Linked DNA regions of Capra hircus: region 2 is linked to region 1. Evidence: chromatin contacts called from public Hi-C data. All regions are on one chromosome and are shown on one strand. The core of a region is the stretch at or near the end of the contact, and the rest is flanking DNA. Distances in the headings are between cores, read along the strand shown.

The links. A called contact is a pair of places that touch in the nucleus more often than the background predicts.
Region 2: a contact with region 1 is called in a Hi-C map of blood, with 9 times the contacts expected there. The contact joins two enhancer-like sites. A contact is called at or near these places in 3 of 5 Hi-C or Micro-C datasets (all in blood).

The regions. Positions count from the first base shown.
Region 1 is chr16:28,196,853-28,203,594 of ARS1.2, forward strand. ITPKB (inositol-trisphosphate 3-kinase B) reads right to left here. Exons shown (of 8, transcript XM_018060231.1): 7 at 5,768-5,839; 8 at 1,706-4,912. The coding sequence ends at 4,697. Among named protein-coding and RNA genes, the nearest start is that of STUM, 86 kb to the left of the region's middle. Within about 2 kb of position 3,774, at least 1 of the 5 cell types and tissues checked has an H3K27ac peak or open chromatin away from gene starts, as enhancers often do.
Region 2 is chr16:28,376,473-28,383,214 of ARS1.2, forward strand. No RefSeq gene overlaps it. Among named protein-coding and RNA genes, the nearest start is that of PSEN2, 25 kb to the right of the region's middle. Within about 2 kb of position 3,714, at least 2 of the 5 cell types and tissues checked have an H3K27ac peak or open chromatin away from gene starts, as enhancers often do.

The sequences.
Region 1 (6,742 bases), core at 2,524-5,023:
TGGTCACTGGGGGTGCTCAGTGACCCCATCAACACTGCCTGGGCGCCTACCCTGTGTCTGGCACTGCAAAATGTGGAAAACTGTAGTCAAAAGGTCGAGTCTCTGCTCTCGGAATGGAGGAGACAGACCCTAAGTCCTGTAGATGGTTTGGAACCCTGAGCAACATGTGGGAGATGAGTGTGGCTGGGGTGCACTTGCTTTAGCCAGGGGTTCAGAGACTTTTCCAAGGAGTTAACATGGGAGCCAAGAGCTAAAGGATGGTTCTCTCTGCTGAGGTTCCCCAGGGAGCAAAGCCTGAGGAGGAGGCTTGCTTCCTGCTTGTCAGAATGAAGCCCCACTGGATCCTCCAACTTACAAAGATACCCTTTCCCCTGCCCCCAGAGCCCCCCAAGGACGTGGGGTAGGAAGGGCAGCACGCAGATGGCGCCCAGCACCGTGGTCTCCAGGGCCTTCATTCAGGAAGGTGCAGGGCGTGTAAAGTCCGTGACAGGCACGCTAAGGGGGTCTGTAACAGCTCAGATTTCTCCAATGAAGGTTCTCAGAATGAAGACCAGCTGCTGGTCTGATCTAATAGGACCTTTGGAGAGCTGCATCCATCAGGCCGGTGGGCGTGTGGTGAAGGTACAGGGACCTAGTGACCTGTTCTTGTCTCCCATTGGGGAAAGGTTTGTACCACGGGGAGCGGGAACAAATTCCCCAGACTTCAGGGTTACACAGGCACAGGCCTGGGCACGTCCCAGGGCTTTGGGCTGAGAGGAAAGGAAAGGCAGGAAGCAGTTGGGATGAACCTGGTTGGAGTCCATAGAGCTAGTGTGGGGCATGGACAGAGATGAGATACAGGCGTGAGAATGAGCACAGTTACCATGGGATAACCTGGGGAAAGCAGTCCAGCCAGGAGGGACAGAGGTGCCAAGGCACTGTGGCTGCTTTGTGCTTTTGTCCTGTAATTTTTCAAAATGATAAGGATGAACCAGCCCCCTGGATACAGAACGCTGGGTTCTGCAAATGAAGTGCCAGCAATCCAGAGCTGGGAGAGGCCTGAAGGGAAGGGCACGTCGAGTCCTTGAAGTACTGCCAGGGCTCCTGCTCTCCATGGTCTTCCTCGGCCAACCCAGCCCCACGGCCGTGCATTAGCCCACCAGACCCTCGCTGGGGGACTGTTTCATGCCAGGCTTGGTGCTCAGTGCCTGGGATGCGTGGCAAAGACAAGACAAGCTCTCTGCCCTCCAGACATCCTCCCAGGGAGGGAGAAGACAGAATTGGTTTTGAAAACAGGCAAATTCTGGATCTGAATCCCTGCTTCCCACTTATTACCCAGGACAAGGCATTTGTTCTAAGCCTCAGTTTCCCCACTGGTAGACTACACAGCTTTACTCATAGAGCTGATACTGGGATCCAAGGGGACTAGAGACGTGAGCACCCAGAGCCAGGCTGCATAAACAAAGGCTGCTGGCAGCTCTGCCAGCTCCGCCGGGGAGCATACTGTGGCTTCATCCCTGAGCTACTATGTGAAGTTTTCATGGGAACAGTAGAAAAGAGTTTTGAAAAGTGTTTAAAATCCTTTGCTGATTAAAATATTACCCAATCTGACCCCCACACCTGGGAGTTGTCATATCCTCCAATTTACAAAGATACCATTGCCCCCGCCCCCAGACACCCCTCAAGGTCGTGGGGTGGTAAGGACAGCACACAGATGGCGCCCAGCACCATGGTCTCTAGGGCCTTTATTCAGGAAGGTACAGGGCGTGTAAAGTCTGTTTGACAGGCACGCTGCGAGGGTCTGTAACAGCTCAGTTTTCTCCAATGGTGTGGCAAGGAGAGGGGTGCAGAGGAAAGGAGAACACCTAGGGGAGTCTTCCTCTCCAGAAAAAGGCACTGGCAGGGGGTGAGCACCTTGCTTCTTCCTAAGCAAGGGCCTGGGTTATATACACACGGGGGTTGACCAGACGCAGAGAAACTCAAAGCTAAATACAGCTAACGGTGGAGAGTCCGTGGGGAGTAGGGAGGGGAGGGGGACAGTAGCCAAGGCTACATCCGGGCTCTTTCCACTGGGTGGGAAAAGACGTTCAGAAAGAAGGCAGAGCTTTAAAGGAGAAACAACATCCAGCCTCTCAGACTTAGTGTTTTGTGCAATTGAAAAACCCACAAAATAAATATAACTTAAAAACCTCTTACATGATACTGAAAGCACATTTGGGACAAGCAGTTGAGAACCCACCCTCCACTGCTGAGCAGTGCTGAACCCCAGGAGCCCCAGGGCCCCACGGGGCCACCCACTTGTGTGCAGGTGTGCACACCTCGTCCCTCCCTCCTGACACCTGCAGGGCCAGGACCCAGGGGGTCCCCACCTGGACCGGGCTGGCTGGGGGGAGGTTTCCAGACTGCCTGAATCCCATTCCAGGATCCATCCATCCCGCTTGGACAACAGAGGAGTGGGGGACAGCGGGGAGAATGGGGTGCGAGAGAGGAGGTGTGCAGGAGAAATAGCACGGGAAATACAAACCCCTCAAACCCCTAAGTAATAGAATAACCCCACAGAGATACCACTTTCTTCCATTCACATATATACTTGTCACCCAAAGCAAAGAACTGCCAAGAGGAGGCCCTCTGGGGCACCTTTAATGAACAAATTACTTGTATATTAGCACACTGTTTGCAAACAACTGGCGTCTGCTTAAAGTGCTTGGAAAGTTTGTTCTCTTCAATTGGTTAAGCTGGTCCCCTGTAATTTTTGTTCATAGCATTATTTTGCTTAACAAACATTTTTTCATAGATAGAATGAGGGTAACTCGGCCAGCCCCTAGTGGGGGCTTTACATCTGAACTCATGATGTCCCAGACAGTTGCAGCACAGACCCCCGGGGTCCCTTCTGACCCAGCTGACCACAGCTCTCAGACCCCGAGCTGACTTGGGCACTTTTGCCTTCTAGGGTCACGTGGTGTCACGAGCTCTCCAGTGCTCAGCCAGGCGGGGGTGTGACCTTTAGCAAGTCAGCCCACACTGGAGCTCACTGCTGTTTTGAACAAGAGCCAGGAAGTTGAAAAGTGATTTCCTTTTTTAAAATCTGTACTTACACATCCTCGTGTGTCCCACCCTCTGCCCCCACCAACTGTCACTCACCCAGGATGAAAAGGGAAACATAAGTCACGTGGGCAAGTTGACAGTTCCCCCAGAGACCCTGGGTGACAGGGGGCAGCCCAGGAAGCCCCCCACTGTGGACTGGTCCTCCAGGCACACACACCTGGGGACACACCCACTCCACATGTCCCTGGAGCATCTCCCTGCAGAGCAATGGGTCCAGCCTCCTGCAGCACAGGTGAGCAACTGGGCCACAGCACCAACTGGCCACAGAGCTGGAGTTTTGTTCTTTAAAAGTCATGTGAGATTTACATCCTTCTCAATAATACAGACCTACTTGCTTTACAACTAAAATATGGATTACAAGTGGTTCCCTATGAATCTTCAAACAACCTAGTAACCCCAGGAAGAGATGCCTGGCACCTTCCACATATTCTGGAAGCTGCCCACACCACATTTGGGAAATGGGTCTAAGCCCTCCAGGTTGCTATTTCAGGGGGAAAATGATGCCAGTGAGCCAATGTCCTGCTTCCTCCTTGCTCAGTACTGGCCTGAGGCTCTGCCCCCATAACTGCTGGACACTCTGGGTTTCATGAGAGCCCCGGGTGTGCATCAGGGGGACCAGCTGGCACTAGGAAGCGGGGAGGTGAGAGGACAGGAGAGGAGTGTCCTCTGCAGGTTCTGTCTTCCCTTGGGGCTGCCTGGGCCCTGGCCCACTGCCATCCAGCCCTCAGGACCTCTCAAAGTAAGGAGGGGAGTGGGAGGCACAGGTGGGAGGCACATGTGGAAGGCCCTGGGGGTCAGGGGACATCTCTGAAAGCTCAGGTTTGCAGAATGTCCCCCTGAATTCATGCCAAGACCACAGAAGGAAGAACAAAGCTCCGGCCTGTGCCCTCCCGGGAAGCTCAATGTCAAGCGCACAGTCAAGTTGGACCTGGGACTTTTGGATCCCGGGTCTATCCCAGTGCTGGGGTGTTTCAATACCCAATGGGAGGGGTCCCTGCTTTGGCAGACCTACAAAGGCCACCAAGGCATCTCTAGGAGTCCCTCAGCTGATAAGCAGAGAGTCTTTCATTCACGGCCGACATTCTGTTCCCAGTGGTTTTGTGCCCCAAACACCAGAAAGCCTGGCAGCAGGCCACTACATCCAGAGCAACAGTCAGCCCATCCCCAAAGGGTAAGGCCACATCTAACAGTGCCATCATCCGCACCAGCCACCAGGGGGCAGCAGGCCCCCACAGGTAACCTGCCCAGAGGCTGGGGCGCTCTTCTGTTAGGGTCCCCTCTGGAGCCAGGAACTCCATGGCTGCCTGAGCCTCCCTCCAGCTCTAGACCCTACTGGTCACCCAGCAGGTGGCCAAGCCTGGGTTTGTGCATTTCTCTGCCAGTAGGAGATCCTACTGACAAAGAAAGTGGAATCCCCAGCTCCAAGCCCTTCAATTAGGAAGTAACTAGAAAATCTCATCTCTTCTACAAAGTGTCTTGTAGTGCCGATCGATCAGGAGGGTCAGTTCTGGGGCTTGCACCCAGTGGGGGCATGAAGGAAAAATTCAGAAGGAGAAGGAAAGCAAGGGCGAGAAGAGGCCAGGGCGGTGGTGAGGCGGGGTGGAGGGTGGCCTCAGGCGAGCGGGGCACTGGGGCACATTTCCGTCAGGATGTCAATGAGGTTGTTCAGGCCCGAGAGGTAACCGTCCTCCCGGTTCCCCTCCTGCCACGGGACATCGTGCTTCAGGGTCTGGCCCTCGGGCAGGGGCGTGGTTTTCCCAAAGTCGATCATCCACACCTTGGCCTGTTCCTTCTTGTCGTGGATGAAGAGGAGGGAGCTGCCGATGACCTGGAGGGGAGCAAGGAGATGAGGCTGGGAAGGGCCAGGCCCCGCCCTGACCTCACCCTGCTGCAGACCAGGCTCGGGAAAGTCAGAGACCTCAGTGTGAAGCGGGCAGAGCTGCACTCAGGTGAGGCCCAGAGCCCTCAGCTCCATGACCCCATTCTCTCCTGGGCAGCTGAGCCCAGGAGGGAGGCCATGCCAAGGGCAGAGTACATGGGATCCAGAACAAGACCACCCGCAGTGTGAACAGAGCCAGGGAGGAACATCCAGGATGGCAGACCCTGTGTGTGTGTGTGTGGACGCTCACACGTGGGCTTGGGCTCCCCAGCAAGTCAGGGTCTTGTGAACCCCTCCGGGTACTGCTGTCAGTCCCCAAATCCTCTCTCTCTCAGGCTCCCTGGGTGCTGCCCTCTGCCCGCAGAGGGAGGCAGGAGCCCTGCTCCAGAGTGGCACCCCAAGACCTGCCCGCCCTTCCTGAAGATCTCGGGGTGGTGATGGAGGGCTACTTGGCTACTGCAGCAGCTCAGAGATCCTCGGGTGTGGGAGACACAAGTCCTGCCACAGCCACTCAGAACGGAGGAGCCCCCGCGGTCGGGAGGGAGAGGGAGGAGAGGGCGATGGTACCACAGCTCGCAGGCCCTGTGGCCGTCCTAGGGTACCTGGCAGATGGCTGCAGTGTGGTTCCCGCGTGGAGTGAGGGACCTGACCCAGCTGCAGTCAGCCTAAGGACGACCCTCGGGCTTCGGGAGCAGGTCTGCTAGCGTGGGGGGCAGGCCCACCACTCAGGCAGGCGCGCCCCAAGGTCATGGCCCACCACACAGCACAGGTCTCCGCCCCTGAGGACAAACGCCTGACACCTACCTCGTGGCACTTGAAGAAGGGAGAGATTTCCAGGGTGGCCCGGATGTCCTTCAGCCTGTCCCGGTAGGCAATCTGAGAACAGAGAGATGCCCAGATTTTTAAATATATCGGGGGGGGGGGGGTGTATGTGTGTGGTGGGGTTAGGTGTCATTTAGCCTGTTAAGAGTTACTGACGGTCAGCGTGAGAGGGTCCTCACACTCTGATTATTTCAAGCTCCTCATCTAGAAATGAAAAAACTGAGGCCCCATAAAGGCAGGGCAGCTGGGGCCCTGGTCCCACGCTTCCTTTACTCCACACTGCTTCGTGACAGGAGGTGCTGGGGTGGAGGGGAGTCAGTTCCAGGAGCCCCTCGCACAGGGGTTAAGTCTATTCTGGAATGCCAGCAGTGTGGAGGCAGCACCCAGGGAGCCCGGTTGCCATGGTGCGAACTTCCTGACGCAAACTTCAGTGCCCTGAACTTTTGAAAAGAACAGCATGAAAGAGCCAAAGCCACAGATCTCTCTGCCAGTGGCTTCTCCGCAGAGCTGTGCTCGCCCTGGGGTGTCCACCCTCCCGGGGGGCTGCGAGGAGGGAAGCCCGCCGCACACAGGCACATAGGGTCCCCTCGACGCCCATGTGCAGCAGCGCCAGCCTGGGGCTCAGTGCCAGGAATAAACCCCTCTTGTCCAGGCAGGGGCATCGTGCACTCTGAAGCAGCTCTGCTGAGCTGGGGCACCTGTCCCATGACTGAAGCCTCAGCTATTACCACAGGCCAAAGTCTCTCGGCTGGAAAAGGCTGGAGGGAGACTGCCCAGTACCAGCCGGTGCTGAGTCTCCTTAGAGAAGGGCTGTCTGGGTCCAGCCCTCCTGCTCAGCAGTCCTGGCGAGCCCATGCAGGAGAAGGTGCCCCTCAGGAGGGCTCCAGGGCCCACCTCCCTGGTGTAGTGAAGTCCCTGATCATCACAGGGTGCCCTGTCCTTGGGGTGTGGGGGCTC
Region 2 (6,742 bases), core at 2,464-4,963, 180 kb after region 1:
ATTGATGGAAACTGGGTCACATGCTTGCATTCTAGCTACAAAGCATCCTGGGAAATGTAGTTCTGGCCTGAAAGCAGTGTTAGTCACTCAGTCACGTCCATCTCTTTGGGACCCCACAGACTGTAGCCAGCCAGACTCCTCTGTCCATGGGATTCTCCAGGCAAGAACACTAGGGTGGGTAGCCATTCCCTTCTCCAGGGGATCTTTCCAACCGGGGATTGAACCCAGGTCTCCTGCATGGCAGGTGGATTCTTTACCGACTGAGTCACATGTCTCTGCTCTTTCCCTTCACCCAAAGAACTTACCGAATTTCAGCTGTAACATTACTTCCTCCAAGGAGCCGAGCAAATCCTCTGCCATGTGCCCCCATAACTTTGGCCCTTCTCCATCCACACCACTCATGTTATGTGTTCAATGCCTGATTCACTCTTCAGACTTGACTCTAGTAGGGCAGGAACCATGACTATTATTCACTGCCATATCCCCCAAACCTGGCATATAGTAGGTGTTCAGTCAAGTACTGGTTGTTGAGACAGCAAGGCCACCTGAAAGACAGGGGCCTTCCAGGATAGCCTGGCGTATGTGAAGAAACAATGTCACAGCTGGGGGAGTGGTCAACCACAGAAGCCTGGAAAAGGGAAGCCCAGGGTAAACGTGGCAGAGACCAGCCAGGCACCATGGGTTGCTTGAGCTCAACATCATAAGCACCTATGATGTGCCACTGAGCACCTACTATGTGCTAGATACTAAATTAACCAAAGAGTAAAAGCTTGTGAAGTCTAATGTGGGATTTATAGGTAGTCCAGGGGAGAAAAATCTGTCAGCCTTCTAGAAACTCTGACTCTCCTAGCAGGCATTACACTCACCTGTTGTTGAGGGTGATGTTCAAACTATTTAAGTGATATGGCAGAGGTACTGACCAGTCAGGAAAAGATCCAGCAATTAATAACTTTTGGAGTCATTGGGAGGAACTTCCTGGTGGTCTAGTGATTAAGAATCCACCTTCCAACGCAGAGGATGTGGGTTCCATCCCTGGTCAGGGAACTAAGATCCCATATGCAACTCCCACAGACCACAGCTACTGAGCTGCTGTGCTGCAATGCAAGATCTCGAATGCCTCAGCTCAGACACGACACAGACAAAAAATAAATTAGAAAAAAACTTTTGTGGTGTCATGGAGTATGTATTTTGCTGAATATCCACTCTGAACGCAACCAGAGACCCCTACCCTTTACCCTGGAATTGTATTTCTTACCATACTTGCTCTGAACAACACCCACAAAAGAAAGGCCCCACCCCCACCCCATTCCCCACCCACGTCTGTTGAGTTGATCTGGCTGATAGAACTGGAGCACCGTATTTCTCATTGTAAGTGATGGCTTCATGGCACTGGTCTCTTGTGAATCTCCTTAGGTCCTATCACCATTGAGCTGTGGTGACCTCCTTTCTTTAGGGCCAGCCTAACTTGTGAGCCCCCTTCCCTGCAACTCTGGATCTCTCGGAGGTGCCAGGCAGCTGTTTTTGTTGGCTGCCATCTGCGCCTATGAGTGTGTGCTGGATCAGAGCAGGTACAGTGGCCTTTCAGAAGACAGGCCCGGAGCAGTCTTCTAAGAGGCTTCTTCTGATGTTGCAGTCATGCGGGGGCTCAGTACCCAGTAATTACAAACTGGTGGCAGATTTAGTCTCAGATCTCAATACCAGACACCGGGCAGATTAGCCAAGGGCTGCTACCTGGAGGCTTAGGTATTAGTATGAGAATCAAGCAAGAAGGCGATGGCACCCCACACCAGTACTCTTGCCTGGGGTAATCCCATGGACGGAGGAGCCTGGTAGGCTGCAGTCCATGGGGTCGCTAAGAGTCGGACAAGACTGAGCGACTTCACTTTCACTTTTCACTTTCATGCATTGGAGAAGGAAATGGCAACCCACTCCAGTGTTCCTGCCTGGAGAATCCCAGGGATGAGTGAGCCTGGTGGGCTGCCGTCTATGGGGTCGCGCAGAGTTGGACACAACTGAAGCGACTTAGCAGCAGCAGCAGCAAGCAAGAAAATGCTGAACGGTGGGAGCCTGGAGTGTCAGGGAATGGGAAATTAGGCAACCTCTGTGCGTGTGTGTGTGTATATGTGTGTGTGTGTTCATTTTCGTGTTTCAAAGATGCAGCAATTTGTGCTTCTGTGTCTGAAAGACCCCATTTGTGTCAGACTAAGTAGTGCCGGGAGCCCCCCTCCCAACTGTTGCTTGGGCTTCAGGTTCTCCAAAGTGGATTTCTTTTTCAGCAGTCTTAATCCTGGCTCTCCCAGACACGAGGAGGGTAATGATTGATCCTCAAACGTGTTGACATCAACTCTTTCCAAGCACCATTAGAGCTGGGGGCGCCATACAAAGGCTGAACATTAGCTGCAGACTGGCTGCTGGGCTGTCCTTAGAGAACAGTGGCAGCTGTTAGGGCTGTGCAGTGCGCTATGTGTGTGTTTGGAGGTGGTGTTGAGAGAAGCCCCTACAGCAGGGAGGGAAACGCACAGCCAGACCCTCATTTGGGCGCTTCTAGCCCAGGAGGTTTCTCCCAAGAACTGTGAAATAAATGAGAGCCCTTTAGAAGACCGCCTGGCCCAGGGGAGTCACAGAGCGTCAGCAGCAGGAGGCTGAGGACAGAATAGGTAGCAGGGGTTAGAACTGGGGTGGGGGGCGGACGTCCCTGCTGGTCCAGTGGTTAAGAATCTGCCTTCTTATGCAAGGGATGCAGGTTTTAGGCCCGGTCAGCGAACTGAGATCCCACATGCCACAGGGCAACTAAGCCTGCATGTCACAACGAGAGATCCGGCATGCCGCAACTAAGACCCAATGCAGTAAAAAATAAAGTAAAAAAGAACTGGAGTGGGGGCTGCCGGGAGACACCATACTTCAGACTCTAAGATGGGGGTTGCCCAGGCGGCTCAAAGAAGTGGTCTCTAACTAAAACAGCAAAATGCATGGAATTCCTGCACGGAAGAGAAAACTTATCTTAGAACTCTCACATTGGGTGAATGGCACGAGAGGACACAGGCCAGAAGAAATTTTCTCCAAGTGTGGTTTGAGGATCTTCTGCCTGAGAATAAGTTTGAAACCAGGGCTTCCTTGGTGGTTCAGATGGTAGAGTCTGCCTGCAATGTGAGAGACCCAGGTTCAATCCCTAGGAGGGGAAGATCCTCTGGAGAAGGAAATGGCAACCCAGTGTTCTTGCCTGGGAAATCCCATGAACAGAGGAGCCTGCTGGGCTTGTTTGGGGTTGCAAAGAGTCCATGGGGTTGCAGAGTCGGACACGACTGAGCGGCTAACGCACACTGCCTGAGAATAAAATAAGGTGTTTGCCAAAAAGGCAGATTCTTGGGCCACACCCTGGGCCTACTGAGCTGGAACCTCCCAGTGTGGGGCTTGGGTGTCTGCTCTTTCATCTGGTGACTCTTAAAACCAGCATGGTCCAAATGCTACCAGGAGGTCACACAATCCAGTGAGGAAGCAGAGGGGATGGCTTCTCAGCTTACTAGGAAGTACCACGGAGGAAGGCAAAGCAGATAAATGCATCTTCCTTTGGATCCTGAAATTTTTTTTTTGTTTTAAAATTTTACTTTGGTTTTGAGAACTTAAAATGTGAAGAGACAAAGGCATGGCTTCTCCACCTTCCCCCGCAACCCTCATCGGCCTTGAGTACTCTGTGAAAGGTGATCTGTTTTACCCCACCCTCACAGTCCATTTTCGGCAGGAACTTGACTTCTAGAGGGGTTCTCGGCCAATGTCTCCGAGAGAATATGCTGTTTCTGGCTCAGTGGGGTCTCCAGGCCTGAATACCCAAGGACAACACGGAGGACTTAAAAATAGAGGCAGGAGGTGCAGTCAGACAGAAAGGAGCTGGAGGCCTCCCTGGATTGACGCAGAATGATCCGCACACAGGAGCCTGACGCCCTCTAGTGGCAATAAGCCGCTTCACAGCCCTGGTGGAGGGGCAGACACACTGACAGGGCTAGATGCCCTCCAGGTAGTAACAAACGTTGGGTGACAAGGCGCTGGAAACGCCACCTCCCTAAGATTCTTGACTAGGGGTAGAAAGAGGAAAAGTTGTGCTCCCTGGGTTTTCCTGCTGCCATGTGATTTTAGAATGCACTGCCATAAGGCATACTGTTTTCACAAGTGCCTTCCATTATCACTGGATTTTAGACTCTTCTCATTATTTCTTAGGGAGATTAAGGCTCGGTAGTTGCTCAATCATGTCCAACTCTTCGAGATCCCATGGACTGTGGCCTGCCAGGCTCCTCTGTCCATGGGATTTCCCCGGCAGGAATACTGGAGTGGGTTGCTATGCCCTCCTCCAGGGGATCTTCCCAACCCAGGGATCAAAGCCGCATCTCATGCATCGCAAGTGGATTCTTTACCCTCTGAGCCATCGGGAAAGCAGGCTACTACTAAAAAATCCACACACAACATATAATCTGTAAATATATCCAAGCACCTCAGACTGCCACAGAGAGAGATCTGTCTTTGGGAAGGCTATTCTCTCACGGGGAGATCAGAGATTTAGGAGAGGTCTCCAGGGGATGGCATAAGAGGAAGGAGAGGCATCCAGACCAGGAAACCTGGCTTAATCATTCCAGGTACTCTCTATGGGGACAGGTGTCTCTGCTGGCTAAATTGTCCTCTTATCTGAAGATATCAGCTCAGGTACACTTGAATCAGAGAAGGTACTCCTTTGTATACATTCTGAGAAAGAAAATGCACAGAAGAACAACTGATATAGGTCAATACAAATAAGATTCTAAAGTGCCTACTTTGGATTTGAAGGAAATCAGATTGTGACTAAAAGACACCAGGATTTTTGTAAAAGCTTAAAAAGTAAGCGCGAATACCACCACACGGCCATCAGGACGGCTACTATGAAAAATTTTTTAAAAAGAGACAGAAAGACCAAAAGAAAGAGAGAAATGAAAATGTCTTGCTGAGGATGGAACTCTTATGCAATGTTAATGGGAATGTAAAATGGTGCAGACATTATGTGGAAACCAATTTGGTGTTTCCTCAAAAAAAATTAAACATATATGATCCAGCGATTCCACTTCTGGGTATATGCCCAAAAGAATGGAAATCAGTGTCTCGAAGAGATATTTGTCCACCCATGTTCATAGCAGCATTGTTCACAATAGTCGAGATGGAAGCAACTCAAGTGTCCTTTGACGAATGGATGGATAAATACAATGTGGTCCATCCTTACTATGGAATATCATTATCTTAAAAAGGAATGAATTCTGACACGTAATAACATGGATGAACCTTGAAGACGTTATGCTAATTGAGATGAGCCAGACACAAAAGAACAAAAATTGTGTGATCCTACTTATATATATGACTACTTATTCCAGTAGTCATTATGGATGTGAGAGTTGGACTATAAAGAAAGCTGAGCACCAAAAATTGATACTTTTGAACTGTGGTGTTGGAGAAGACTCTTGAGAGTCCCTTGAACTGCAAGGAGATCCAACAAGTCCACCCTAAAGGAAATCAGTCCTGAATATTCACTGGAAGGACTGATGCTGAAGTAGAAACTCCAGTACTTTGGCCACCTGATGGGAAGAGCTGACTCATTGAAAAAGACCCTGATGCTGGGAAAAGATTGAGGGCAGGAGGAGAAGGGGACAACAGAGGATGAGATGGTTGGATGGCATCGCTCACTCGATGGACATGAGTTTGAGCAAGCTCCGGAAGTTGGTGATGGACAAGGAAGCCTGGCGTGCTGCAGTCCTTGGGGTTGCAAAGAGTCGGACACAACTGAGCAACTCAACTGCCATATACAAGAGGTACCTAGAGTAGTCAAGTTCAGAGACAGGAATTGCATGGTGGTTGCCAGGAGCTGGGGGAAATGGGGAGTGGGGAGTTGTAGTTTAACGGGGATGCCGTTTCATTTTACAAGATGAATTGCGTTTTGGAGAACTTTGGATGATAATGATGTGTCAATGTGGGTTCGTGAATTATAACAAATGTACCACTCTGATGCAGGATGTTGATAGTAGGAAAGGTTGTGTGGAAACAAGGGACTATATGGGAACTCTGTGCTTCCTGCTCAATTTTTCTGTGAATCTAAAACTGCTTTAAAAATAGTTTAGTAATTAAAAAAAAATTTTGGAGATGGATAGTGGTGATGGGTACCTAACAATGCAAAACATACTTTAATACTACTGAACTGTATTCTTAAAAATTGTTAAGATGGTAAATTTTATGTTATATCTATGTTACCACAATTAAAAATAAAATTACAATAAAAAACAAAAAACAGAAGCAGAGATGGTCTAGGAACAGATTACAATTTGGGAACTTTAGAACAGTATACATTTTAAAATGTTATAACTAGATTTTAAAGTGTTTTAAAAATATATTTTAAAGTCTATTTTATATGAACAAGAAACAATTTTTTAAATTTCAATAAAGAAAAGTTTCTAGAATAAGATGGTTATTAGGCAAAGACAAGAAGAACATGTGGTAGGCAAAGGGAAGGAAGAAGAGGGAATAAATGTTAGGGCCCTTGCTCTGAAGGAACATCACTAGGGGCTTGGAAGGAAGGAGGCATGGAACAAACACGAACTCAGCCCTCACCTGGGATCCAGGTGAATCACTGTGACTGTGCTGATGTCATCAAGGGAGGAAGTACCTGGGCAATTGTCGGGGAGGAAGATTGAGAAAAGATCTTTTGTACCTTCCACCCTTCAGATAACTTTCATCA